2 separate regions of the Ovis aries genome follow, and region 2 is linked to region 1. Evidence: chromatin contacts called from public Hi-C data. All regions are on one chromosome and are shown on one strand. The core of a region is the stretch at or near the end of the contact, and the rest is flanking DNA. Distances in the headings are between cores, read along the strand shown.

Region 1 (5,503 bases), core at 1,086-3,585:
AATAAACTCCCTTAACCAGTCTCCTGGTGTTGTATTTCTCCCATCCAAAGAATCTAGTTGAATAAGAAGATTAAAGAAAGTAAATAGTGAAAGAAGAGTGTCAATTGAAAAAAATAAAAGCACATCCTAAAGGTTGAGATTTTATGTTTTATTCAGTGGCCTTACTGAAGATTGTAGCCCTGGAAATAGCCTCTCTGGCAGCTCTGAGGGGCTGTTCCAAAAAGGTAAGGGAGGAGCCAGGATACATAGGAGTTTTTGCTGAATAAACAAACAAAAATATGGTCAAGCATCAAGGTGCTCAGTCACTCGGTAGTGTCCTACTCTGTGACCCCATAGATTGTAGCCTCCCAGGCTCCTCTGTCCCTGGGATTCTCCAGGCAAGAATACTGGAGTGGGTTGCCATTTCCTTCTCCAGGGGTTACTGCTAATCACAAAAATTAGACACTTCAAGTTAGTGACTTTAGCACTTTTCCATGTGTAGGAAGATACAAGAGTCTGGGCTCACTGAAATAATTCCTTTGATATGCATTTTAACTATGTAGGACCAGTATCCTGTACAGCAGGGTACACTGGGGTGGGGGTGGGGGTGGGGCAGCTGCAGTGGCTGATGACTTGATGGCAGGCAACATTCTTTGTTTACTGAAAATGATAGGTGACATTTTTTGTCCCTAGAGGAATGGGTGAGAAGGTAGATCAGCTTCAAGCTAATCCATCCTATCAGTGATCTTGTTGTTTAGTCGCCAAGTTGTGTCCGACTCTTTGTGACCCCACGGAGTATAGCCCACCAAGCTCCTCTGTTCATGGGATTTCCCAGGCAAGAATACTGGAGCGGGTTGTCATTTCCTTCTCCGGGGGATCTTCCCAACCCACGGATGGAACCTGCGTCTCGTCTCCTTCATCGGCAGGTGAATTCTTTACCGCTGAGCCACCAGAAAAGCCAGCCCTCTCCAATTTAGCAATTCCTTCAGGAACTGAATAAAGGTTTACAAAACTTGCACATCTCATGTTTACTTTTTTTCACTCTTTCTTGTGTTACAGCCCCTAAATCTTACTGCGCAGTGTAAAATACTACCTCCCAAACTTAATGGCATTTGGAAAATGACTTATGTGACTGCTGGTCTTATGCTTAGTCACTCAGTCATGCCCAATTCTTTGGGATCCTATGGCCTGTGGCCTGCCAGTCTCCTCTGTCCATGGGGATTCTCCAGGCAAGAATACTGGAGTGGATTGCATTTCCTCCTCCAGGAGATCTTCCTGACCCAGGAAATGAACCTGCATCTCCTTTGTCTCCTGCATTGGGATTCTTTACCCACTGAGCCATCGCAGCTGGACTTTCCTGGGGTTAATCTTGTGACTCCATTCAGCTGGGTGTTGGGCTCAAGTGGAACATAGGTGCCTGGGACCATCTTCAGGGCCTGGGGTCAATCTGCCCTTCATGCAGATAAAGTGATCTCATTGGCAAATCTAAGTCACATGTCAGTGTGGGGATAGTTCTACACAACCATGGATTCTGAGAAGGGGTATTCGTTGAGGGTGGTTAATGTGATAATCTATCTTGATTGTCTATGCAACATTTCCAGAGAAGGCAATGGCGACCCACTCCAGTACTCTTGCCTGGAAAATCCCATGGACGGAGGAGCCTGATAGGCTGCAGTCCATGGAGTCACTGAGTCGGACACGACTGAGCGACTTCACTTTCACTTTTCACTTTCATGCACTGGAGAAGGAAATGGCAACCCACTCCAGTGTTCTTGCCTGGAGAATCCCAGGGACAGGGGAGCCTGGTGGGCTGCCATCTATGGGGTCGCGCAGAGTTGGACATGACTGAAACGACTCAGCAGCAGCAGCATGCAACATTTCAAAAATTTGTAACTGTGAGTTCACTGAATTGTAGAGTGATGATGATGAAGATGCTGATAGTAATCATAATACTATTTTAAACAATGCACACCATTTTATTTAGTATTTATTAAGTCCAGGGCCTTAAGTGATCCAACGAGGAATTTGATTTTACCAGCAACTCTACCAGGTCAGTACCATCCCCGGCTTATGGATGAGGAAACAGAGGCTCAGAAAAGGTGAGATACATTTCTCTAAGTGCATCTTGTGGCTGCAAGTGGGAGAGGCAGGGCCTGAATCTGGCCAAGAGATCTCAGGACAAAGCTAAATCACATTTCCAAAGCCAGTCCTTAGACTTGTTCAAGTGTAAGCAGCTTTCACCAAACAGAAGTTTGATGAGCCGAGCAGGAATGAATCAGAAACACGAGGCTGATGTTTGTCTTCATCTGCAAGGGGTTTTGGCAGTCTCCAGGCTCCCTTGGCAAGCAGGATTAGGGCGCTGCCAAAACCTGGAGTTCTGGCATGATAGCGTGACCCTTCCGGTCAGGCCAGGCCTCCTGCCCGCCTTCCTGCTGTTCAAATCAGAGTCTCGGCCTCTCACGGCCTCTCCTGCTTCTTCACCTTTGAGCCTCGAAGACAGAGTGGCAGGAGGCGTCTCTGTAGCCTCATCATGTGTGGGGGAAAAATGGCACAGAGAGCTCTTTCCTGGAGCGTGGTCAATGCAGCAGTCCCCCCAGGTGCCAGGAAACCCAAGCCTTGGAAACTGTGGCTGCAGGTTCCATCCCCAGGTTGTGGGTAAGATGCTCAGATGGAGGAGGAAAGTGGTCCAACAGGAGGGCGGGGCTCACCGGGCAGACAGTGAGGTGGATCTCCCCTGATTTCTCTAAGATCCCTTTTCAGGCTGAAAAAGTTTGGAATTGATCTGGTTAATCAGGCTTTATTTTATTTTATTTTATGTAATTGCAAAGCTTCTCAGAACTTTCCCTCTTTTGACGAGACTGCCCAAAGTCTGGAGTAGGACTGGAATAGATTCAAGGTCATCGGACAGAGGAGCATTTTCTTGGGTGTTTTGTGGGACTGCTGTGCTGCGGGAGGAACTCAAAGGATGCTGTTTTAAGTGCGTTTGCCCGGAAAGTGCCAGAACACAAGCTCCATGACTGCAGAAATCTCATCTGTTTTTATTCATATCCCTGGAGTCCAGCCCTGTGTCTGGCTCAAGATAAGTGGAAAATAAGTAGTGGATAAATAAACAAATGAAGAAAAAAATGCAGGGCACTCACTGCTATCTTTTTTTTCTTCCTGTTTCCTTCTTTCTCTTCCTCCATCTCTACTTCCTTCCCTCCCTCCCTCTTCCCCTCCCTCCTTTCCTTCTTTGCTTCCAAGAATTTACTAGAACAGACACTATCCTAGCTCCTAGGGATGCTTTAGTGAACCAACACAGGTCTGCTGTGTGTTAACTAATGACTGTTTTGGATTGCAGGTGATGGACCACTTTTGCACCAGGAGCTGGACAAAGGTGAGAGGCTGAGGACTGCCCAGGCCCCTGGAGGACCAGAGAGAAGCCTGCTTAGAGCAGGCTGGCTACTTGTTTGTCCTGGTCAGCCCCGACTTGCCCCCTTAACATGCTATTGTCCTGAAGATCCCAGATACCCCAGATCTGGCAAAGCAGGCCCCTAGACCTCACTTCCCCTTGCTGCTGCTGCTGCTGAAGCCAAGGCTGGCCTGTGAACTCTCGGAGAGCAGGACCACATCGAACTTGCTCATTAGGGTACTTCCAGCACCTGGCAGGGACCTGGCAGTAATGACTATTGGACGAATGAAACTTGGGGGCAAAGCTCATTGAAGACATAAGTCCACATCCAGAGGGGAGAATGAAAAAAAAAAAGGCACTGGCTGAAGTTCTGGGAAGTTCCAGAGTTCTTGGTCATGGTTCTGGCTCGGAGGCTTGGGATGTCCCTCCGATAAGGGCTGCAGAAGGTCCCTGCTGACCTCCCTTACTCATTCCTGAGGCTGCAGCTCGGTCAATGAGTCTTCTCCCAGTATGACCAGCTTGTCTTGGCCCACAGATATCTCTTGGCCCCATAGAGCGCTATGCAGTTCCCCTGCAAGGAAAAACAAGGTTCTTGTCTCTGAAGGGAGAAAGATTGTGTGGCTTTCAGGTACAACTAACTCCCTGTTAGCTGAATGTTCCAGGTCTCAGAGACTCGTGGGGGGTCTCTGGGACCATCCGAATCTCATGTTGGCCCTCAGTGCCTGCGCTTGGTAGTGACAGTGGTTGGTTCCAACAAATGATGGAGCAAAGTCCCCTTGCTGGATTCAGGCCGTGGATCTGAAACCCGGGGGGAGGTCAACATTTTTAACACAAGAGTGGAAACCAGCTTCAGATCAGTATGGAGACTGTGAGGAACTGGGAGTCTGGGGCTCCCCCACAATATGCAGGGCTCTAGGCTACTCCCTGTTCTCGTGCCTCAGGCAGTCCTGCAAGGCAGAAGTTGCCGCTCCACTTCACAGATGAGAAAACTGAGTCTCAGTGCACACAAGTGACACACCCAGGTCCAAGTTGCTGAGATGGGATTTGAAATCAGGTGAGGAGAATCTGAAGCCCAGGTGATTTTCCGGTAGTCCTCTGACTCCTGTTACCAGAAAGGTGCCGTCCAAGATGACTTCCCTCCTCAGGTTTGGTGATGGAAGGGGGAGGCCCTGGGGAGAGATGGGGAGGTTGTGACTGAAGGCCTGTGGGGTGGGAAAGAGGAGGAAAGTTACTCCTTCATTCATTCAAATAAAGAACCCCCCTTCTCTGGGCTAAATGCTGGGGTTCCAGCAGAAGGAAACCCAACCACTGACTTGACTCAGTAGGTAAGTGAGATTTTTCAAATACTACACAAATTGCACCTGTGAGCAGTGCTCTGAAGTACAAGGTACAAAGAGATATTCGGAGAGGGCTCTGGCATGGTTAAGGAGGTCAAAGTGGCTTTTCTGAAGAAGGAATGCGTCAGTTGAGATCTCAAACATTAGTGTGTGCTGCCTAGATCGCTTCAGTCATGTCCAGCTCCATGTGACCCTTTGGACTGTAGCCCGCCAGGTTCCTCTGTCCATGGGATTTTTCAGGCAAGAATACTGGAGTGGGTTGTTGTGCCCTCCTGAGAGGAACTTCCTGATCCAGGATCGAACATGTATCTGCTATGTCTGCTGCGTTGACAGGCGGGTTCTTTACCACTAGGGGCATCTGGGAAGCTCCTCAAACAGGAGTATGAGCTAGCAGAGTGATAGTGAAGGTTGAAGGGGAGGAACAAGAAACATTCCCAAGAGAGTAGAAAGCATATGCAAAGGTCCTGGGGCAAAAGAGATGCTGGTGATCTCTGGAGAACACAGAACAAAGGGCTGGGAGTTGTCTTGAAGTTGGAGCACAGGAAGCCAGGAGATGGCTTAAGCAAAGGAGAAGACATGATTATTTTTGAATTTGGAAAATACTTTCCTGACGATGCTTTCTCTTCACTTTTGGGAGTAACTTGGCAAAAAGAGGCTGGAAGCTCATTGGCAAGTCAATGCCTGTTGCCAGGCTTCAGTTTCCCCTTCTAGAGTGAGTCTGAATTAAATGATTGACTGTTTTCATTTAGTTTAGATGCTCTGTGGCTCTTCCTGCCTCTCAGTAGGACACTCAGTC
Region 2 (5,503 bases), core at 1,635-4,134, 160 kb before region 1:
CTCATCTTTCAGGGATGGGGTGTAGCCTCCGGGTACGCCTTGATGGGGATCCCCGCACGCTGATCCCTACAACCCCCACCCCTTCTCGCGCGCCGGGTTCGGAGAACAGGCGCCCGCGTTGGCTAGCAGGGGAAAGACGCCACTGGGATTTGGGGCGCCGCGACCCCGTGGCAGAGTGCAGCAGGAGCCAGGGCGGGGAGGCCGGGCCGCCCCTCGAGGTCGGCTTTTCTGCATTGGCTTTCACTCCGGAGTAACACGCCGGTCTGCTTCACTTTTATCCAGTTTCCAAGTTTTGGGTGGAGGTGGTTGGGTGCAGGGTGGATAGAGGAGGGCTGGCTATTGGGAAAGGTGGATCTTAAACTGTACAGAGACAGCTAAGCCAGAGCCCAGGGGAAGGGAGGCACCGAAACGGGAGACAGAGGCTCAGGGACAAAGAGGAACGCGACCGCCCGGACAAAGCCCGAGTTCTAGACGCTTGGAGAGCGCGGCGGGATGCCCGCAAGCGAGCAGGAGGCTAGAACCCAGAGGGCTGGGGCGGAAGGAATCTTCAGGCCTCCATGTGGCACACTCCTGATACTCAGGTTGGGTCCTCGACAGTAAGGGTCAGACAGACCCGAGGGTCCACCAGGAGGGGCCCAGACCGGCCGGGCAGCCTCAGTGCTCTCTCAGAAGGCCAGAGTGCGCGCGCGAAGGAGGGAGCTGACGGATGGGATTCAGTGGCACCGGGAGAGCCCAGTGCGTGTGTCCGGCTCTGGCCGCCAGGAGCCTGAGCCATAGCCTGCACAGATCCGAGAAGGCCGACGCAGTGTAGCCTCGAACCCCTCGTGCCCCTGCGGAGCCGCGATCTGAGTGCGCTCTGGCTGCGGGAGAACGAGGCAGGGACCCGCAGGGTGCTTGTCCGGAGCGCCCACCTTCGAGCAGGGGCGGGGCGGCGGCATGGCCGGGACTCTCCTGGGAAACAGCCTAATCTTTTCTGCGGAGAGCACCCTTCGCGTAGAGGATTGAAGACCGGCTCTTCCAGCATTACAGCTGCTGATCCAAACCTTTCAGTCCCACTCTTAGTTCAAATATATTAATTTTATTAAAAATAGAAGGCCCAGGGTCACACCTCACTCCAGTCTTACCGGGGGCGCAAGAGAACAGAGTTTTCAAAATTGACTGGAGGCAAATATTTTACCTTCTCACACTTAAAACACCACATCTGGCCGTCGCCGCATGAGCGTGCCCACCTGATTCTGGAGTCGGTCTTGCGGGGGGGTGGGGATCCTGCATAGGCGGCGGCCGGGACACACTCACCCAGCGCGCGCTTCTTCTGTCTTTTGCTGCGCTCGTGCAAAGTGGAAGAGCAGAAGGCAACGCCGGAGGCGGGTCGTGTCTCCGGTTACAGCGAATTCGCGATTTTTCCGGCTTCTGCGCCCTGGCCGGGGTCTCCAGAGCTCATATTTCGGGCCACCCTGTACCCGATAGAGAAAGTGCGCAGCGCCCAGGCACTGTATGGATGCTTCGGTGCGGTGCGCTCAGGGGTCTCCGTCTGCGCTCGGGGTTGGTTTCTCATCGGACAATCCTGGGGCCCCTCGCTGTGGCGTTTCCACTTTCGGCCATCCGTCTAATTCGGCCTAGGACCTTCCCGTGCGAGGTGCCGCCTCCAGGCATCCCTCCCTGCTCCTCCGACCCCTGACCCCCCCGGAGCCGGAGCGCGGAGTTTCATGGAGGGAGATCAGCGCGGAACTCGGGGCTGAGGCGGAGGACCGAACTGAGAACCTGTGCGTGGCTCTAGAAGAAACTGTCTTGGGCTCCGGTGCACACACAGACTGCGTTCCGGGCCGCCTTGGGTTGGGCCGGTTGGGAAGACCCACCTGGGTCCGAGTGGTCAGTAGAGCCTTCCCGCTGCGGGCCCCGCGATTCGGCGCGTCTTGGCGCACAGTGGCCACTTGGAGTCGCACTTTATGCCTGTTTGAGCCTCTCCTTCTCCGGCTGACGCCGGGATCTGCTTAATCGTTACAAAACGTTCAAACAAAAACAGGGCCGGTTTCCCAGCAGCCGGGAGCCACCCAGAGCACCATCCTGCACTGGCCTCAGTGCCCAGCCATGGAGAACTCAGTGGATTCTCCGCGTTTGGCTGGGGAGAGGGCTTCGGAACCTTTGGACCAGCTCTTCTCCCGCTCCCTTCATCTCATGCATTTGTGGGTGGGGTGTGCGGGGAACCGAGGCCGATCTCAGGACTTGGCCACCGCACCCGCCAGGAGGAGGACAGCTCCCGCTTGGCCTCGAGGAGGGTCCCCTGAGACTGAGTTGGATTTGAACACAAATCTCGGAGTCCCAACCCCGCCACCCCAACACACAAATATGCGCAGACTTGCAGAAACACAGCTAGGCACTGCACATACGAGGCCGCTCGGCACACGGTGCATCTCCCACCGAGCAGGGGACGCTTGGGAACAATGGACTCGAGAGGTGTCGTCCCGGCGCTCATTCTGAGCCTCTGGGGCTTGGGGGACACGGGTTGGGGGAACCAAGGGTAAAGAGGGAGGAGAGCGCGCGAAGGAAGTGGTGGAGGCGGCGGCCAGGCCTGGGGCAGGGAGGGGGCGCGCACCGAAGGCGAGAGGGCGGGGGCCGGGACACCGAGGGGGGGGTGTGGGGGCTGGGCCCGGGCCGGCGGTCCCTCTCGGCTTCAGCCCTCCGCCAGGCCTCGGCGGCTCTCCGGCTGCTAGCGCCGCCAGTCAGCTGACTCGGGGGGCGGAGGAGCTGTCAGGCGCGCCCCGCCCTGCGCCGCCCGGCAGCGGGGCCCGTGCAGCCATTGGCCAGCGCGCTGGGCTGCCCGGGCCCCCGCGCCCCGGTGACATCAGGGAGGAGATAAAAGGCAGCAGCGGCGCCGGATCCCGCACAGCTGCACCGCCGGGCTGCGAGCGGCTGCGATCCAGAGAGCCCAAGAGCAAGAGAGCTAGAGAGCGAGCGGCTGGCGCTTGCCCGGCGCCTCCCCTCCGCCCAGCCGCGCGCCCCGCTCGCTTCTCCACCCACTCCCGGCCCTGCCCGGCCCCGGCGCGGCCACAGCCCCGAGCTCTAGGGCGGCGCAGGCAGGCTCGGGATTCTCCGGCGCGCCGCCGCGTCCCCAGACAAAGGCTTGGCCGGCGGCCCCGGCCCGCTGCGCCCTCGGCTCCTCGCCTCCCGGGCTCGCCGCTCTTTGCCCCGGCTCCCGGCTCGGCGCGTCCCGGCCGGCCGCAAAGTTTCCCGGGCGGCGGCGGCGGCTGCGCCTCGCGTTAGCGATGGCCGCGGAGCTGAGCATGGGGCCGGAGCTGCCCACCAGCCCGCTGGCCATGGAGTACGTCAACGACTTCGACCTGCTCAAGTTCGACGTAAAGAAGGAGCCGCTGGGGCGCGCGGAGCGCCCGGGCCGGCCCTGCACGCGCCTGCAGCCAGCCGGCTCGGTGTCGTCCACACCGCTCAGCACGCCGTGCAGCTCGGTGCCCTCGTCGCCCAGCTTCAGCCCCACCGAACAGAAGACTCACCTTGAGGACCTGTACTGGATGGCGAGCAACTACCAGCAGATGAACCCCGAGGCGCTCAACCTGACGCCCGAGGACGCGGTGGAGGCGCTCATAGGCTCGCACCCAGTGCCCCAGCCGTTGCAGAGCTTCGACGGCTTCCGCGGCGCGCACCACCACCATCACCACCATCACCCACATCCACACCACGCGTACCCCGGCCCCGGAGTGGCTCACGAAGAGCTGGGCCCGCACGCGCACCCGCACCATCACCACCACCACCAAGCGTCGCCGCCGCCGTCCAGCGCGGCCAGTCCCGCGCAGCAGCTGCCCACTAGCCACGCCGGGCCTGGCCCGCACGCGGCGGCCGCGGCGACGGCGGCTGGTGGTAGCGGCAGCGTGGAGGACCGCTTCTCCGACGACCAGCTCGTGTCCATGTCCGTGCGCGAGCTGAACCGCCACCTGCGGGGCTTCACCAAGGACGAGGTGATCCGCCTGAAGCAGAAGCGGCGGACCCTGAAGAACCGGGGCTACGCCCAGTCGTGCAGGTATAAACGCGTCCAGCAGAAACACCACCTGGAGAATGAGAAGACGCAGCTCATTCAGCAGGTGGAGCAGCTTAAGCAGGAGGTGTCCCGGCTGGCCCGCGAAAGAGACGCCTACAAGGTCAAGTGCGAGAAACTCGCCAACTCCGGCTTCAGGGAGGCGGGCTCCACCAGCGACAGCCCCTCCTCTCCCGAGTTCTTTCTGTGAGTCGTGGCCGCTCCCGGCCCCCACCCTTGCCCCGGCCCGGACTCCCCCGTCCCGTATCCCCAGCCCCGGACTCCCCCGGACCCTGTCCCTGCCACGGCCCCAGCCTTGACCTGTTCGACTAGAGGGAGGAAGGGCGCGCGGGACGCGGGCGACGGGAGGGCGCGCGGGCAGGCAGGGGACCTTGGCCAAATCGAGCGCGGCGCGCGCCAGCGCCGCCTCCTAGACTCGAGCAGAGCCAGAGAGAGGCAAGGGGGTGGGAAGTCCCAGAGCAACTTTTCTCCAGGCTGGAGGGCGGCAAGGCATAGTCGCGAGGAGTCGCCAAGGCCGTCTGGAGACTCCTGGCTTCCTGAACTTTTGCGCGTTAAGCCGGGGCAGCTGCCTCGCAGTCCGGAGCGTAATCCAGCCCAGCAACAGAGCAGCGAGGAGAGGAAAGGAGAAGGGACCCTGGCGGCCCGTTCCGGCAGGCGCGAGGCGAGGCTGAGCGAAGGAAAGACAGAGGCGGACCTCTCTGTCCAGGGTCCGGAGAACACTGGCTTTCAGCCCCGAGACGCGGGCCTCAGTTAGGACGTTCTGCGCGCAAATCTCATCAATTTTATTGCCTGCTCGATTATATAGAAAAAAATACGAAAATCTGCATTAAAAATATTAATCCTGCATGCTGGACATGTATGGTAATAATTTCTATTTTGTACCATTTTTCTTGTTTACCTTTAGCATGTTGTTGATCATGGATCATAACCCCCTTGTTTTCTTTGGGTGAGAAGGATCGCAGTTCGGAAACTCCGGCGGGCGGCCGCTTGTCCGGTTGCAGTCTATCGGCTGTCGGCTTGTAAATACCCGCCCCGCCAAACCGCTTAGAGAACGTGGCAGCAAGTGGAGTGTCTTTGTTTGGGTTTATTATTACGGCATTTTTTTTTCTTTTGTAAGTAAAAAAAACAAAAGTTCTGGGTATTTGCATCAGAAAACAACTTTGTCTTGGGGCACCCTTGGAAGTTGCATGTTTCCCCCCCCTCCCCCACCCTCTTTGGTCCTCCCTTCCTCCCCGACTGTTTGACTTTTCAATTTTGTTTTTGATGGGAGAAAGAGGACTGGGGTCCCAGTTCCTGAGTGCAAGGGCAGGGCAATTGCTGAGTACCAGTGTGTGCAGAGTTTCACACTCGGGATGTGCAGGAGTGCCCTCCTGTCAGCTGGTCTTAGGGCTCAATTGACACCCCTAACAAGAAAAGGAAGGAAAGCAGGTCTTGCTTGCCTTTTATTGCAACCAGAAT

The links. Hi-C and Micro-C count contacts between places; a contact is called where the count stands out from the background.
Region 2: a contact with region 1 is called in a Hi-C map of tail adipose tissue, with 3 times the contacts expected there. The contact joins the promoter of MAFB here to the enhancer-like site in region 1. A contact is called at or near these places in 2 of 16 Hi-C or Micro-C datasets (liver and tail adipose tissue).

The regions. Positions count from the first base shown.
Region 1 is chr13:69,212,888-69,218,390 of ARS-UI_Ramb_v3.0, reverse strand. No RefSeq gene overlaps it. Among named protein-coding and RNA genes, the nearest start is that of MAFB, 160 kb to the left of the region's middle. Within about 2 kb of position 2,335, at least 3 of the 54 cell types and tissues checked have an H3K27ac peak or open chromatin away from gene starts, as enhancers often do. A contact at or near this core is called in tail adipose tissue, where this site is marked.
Region 2 is chr13:69,373,420-69,378,922 of ARS-UI_Ramb_v3.0, reverse strand. It overlaps MAFB (MAF bZIP transcription factor B), which reads left to right and starts at 2,884. Exons shown (of 1, transcript XM_012189206.4): 1 at 2,884-5,503. The coding sequence starts at 3,264. The coding sequence ends at 4,235.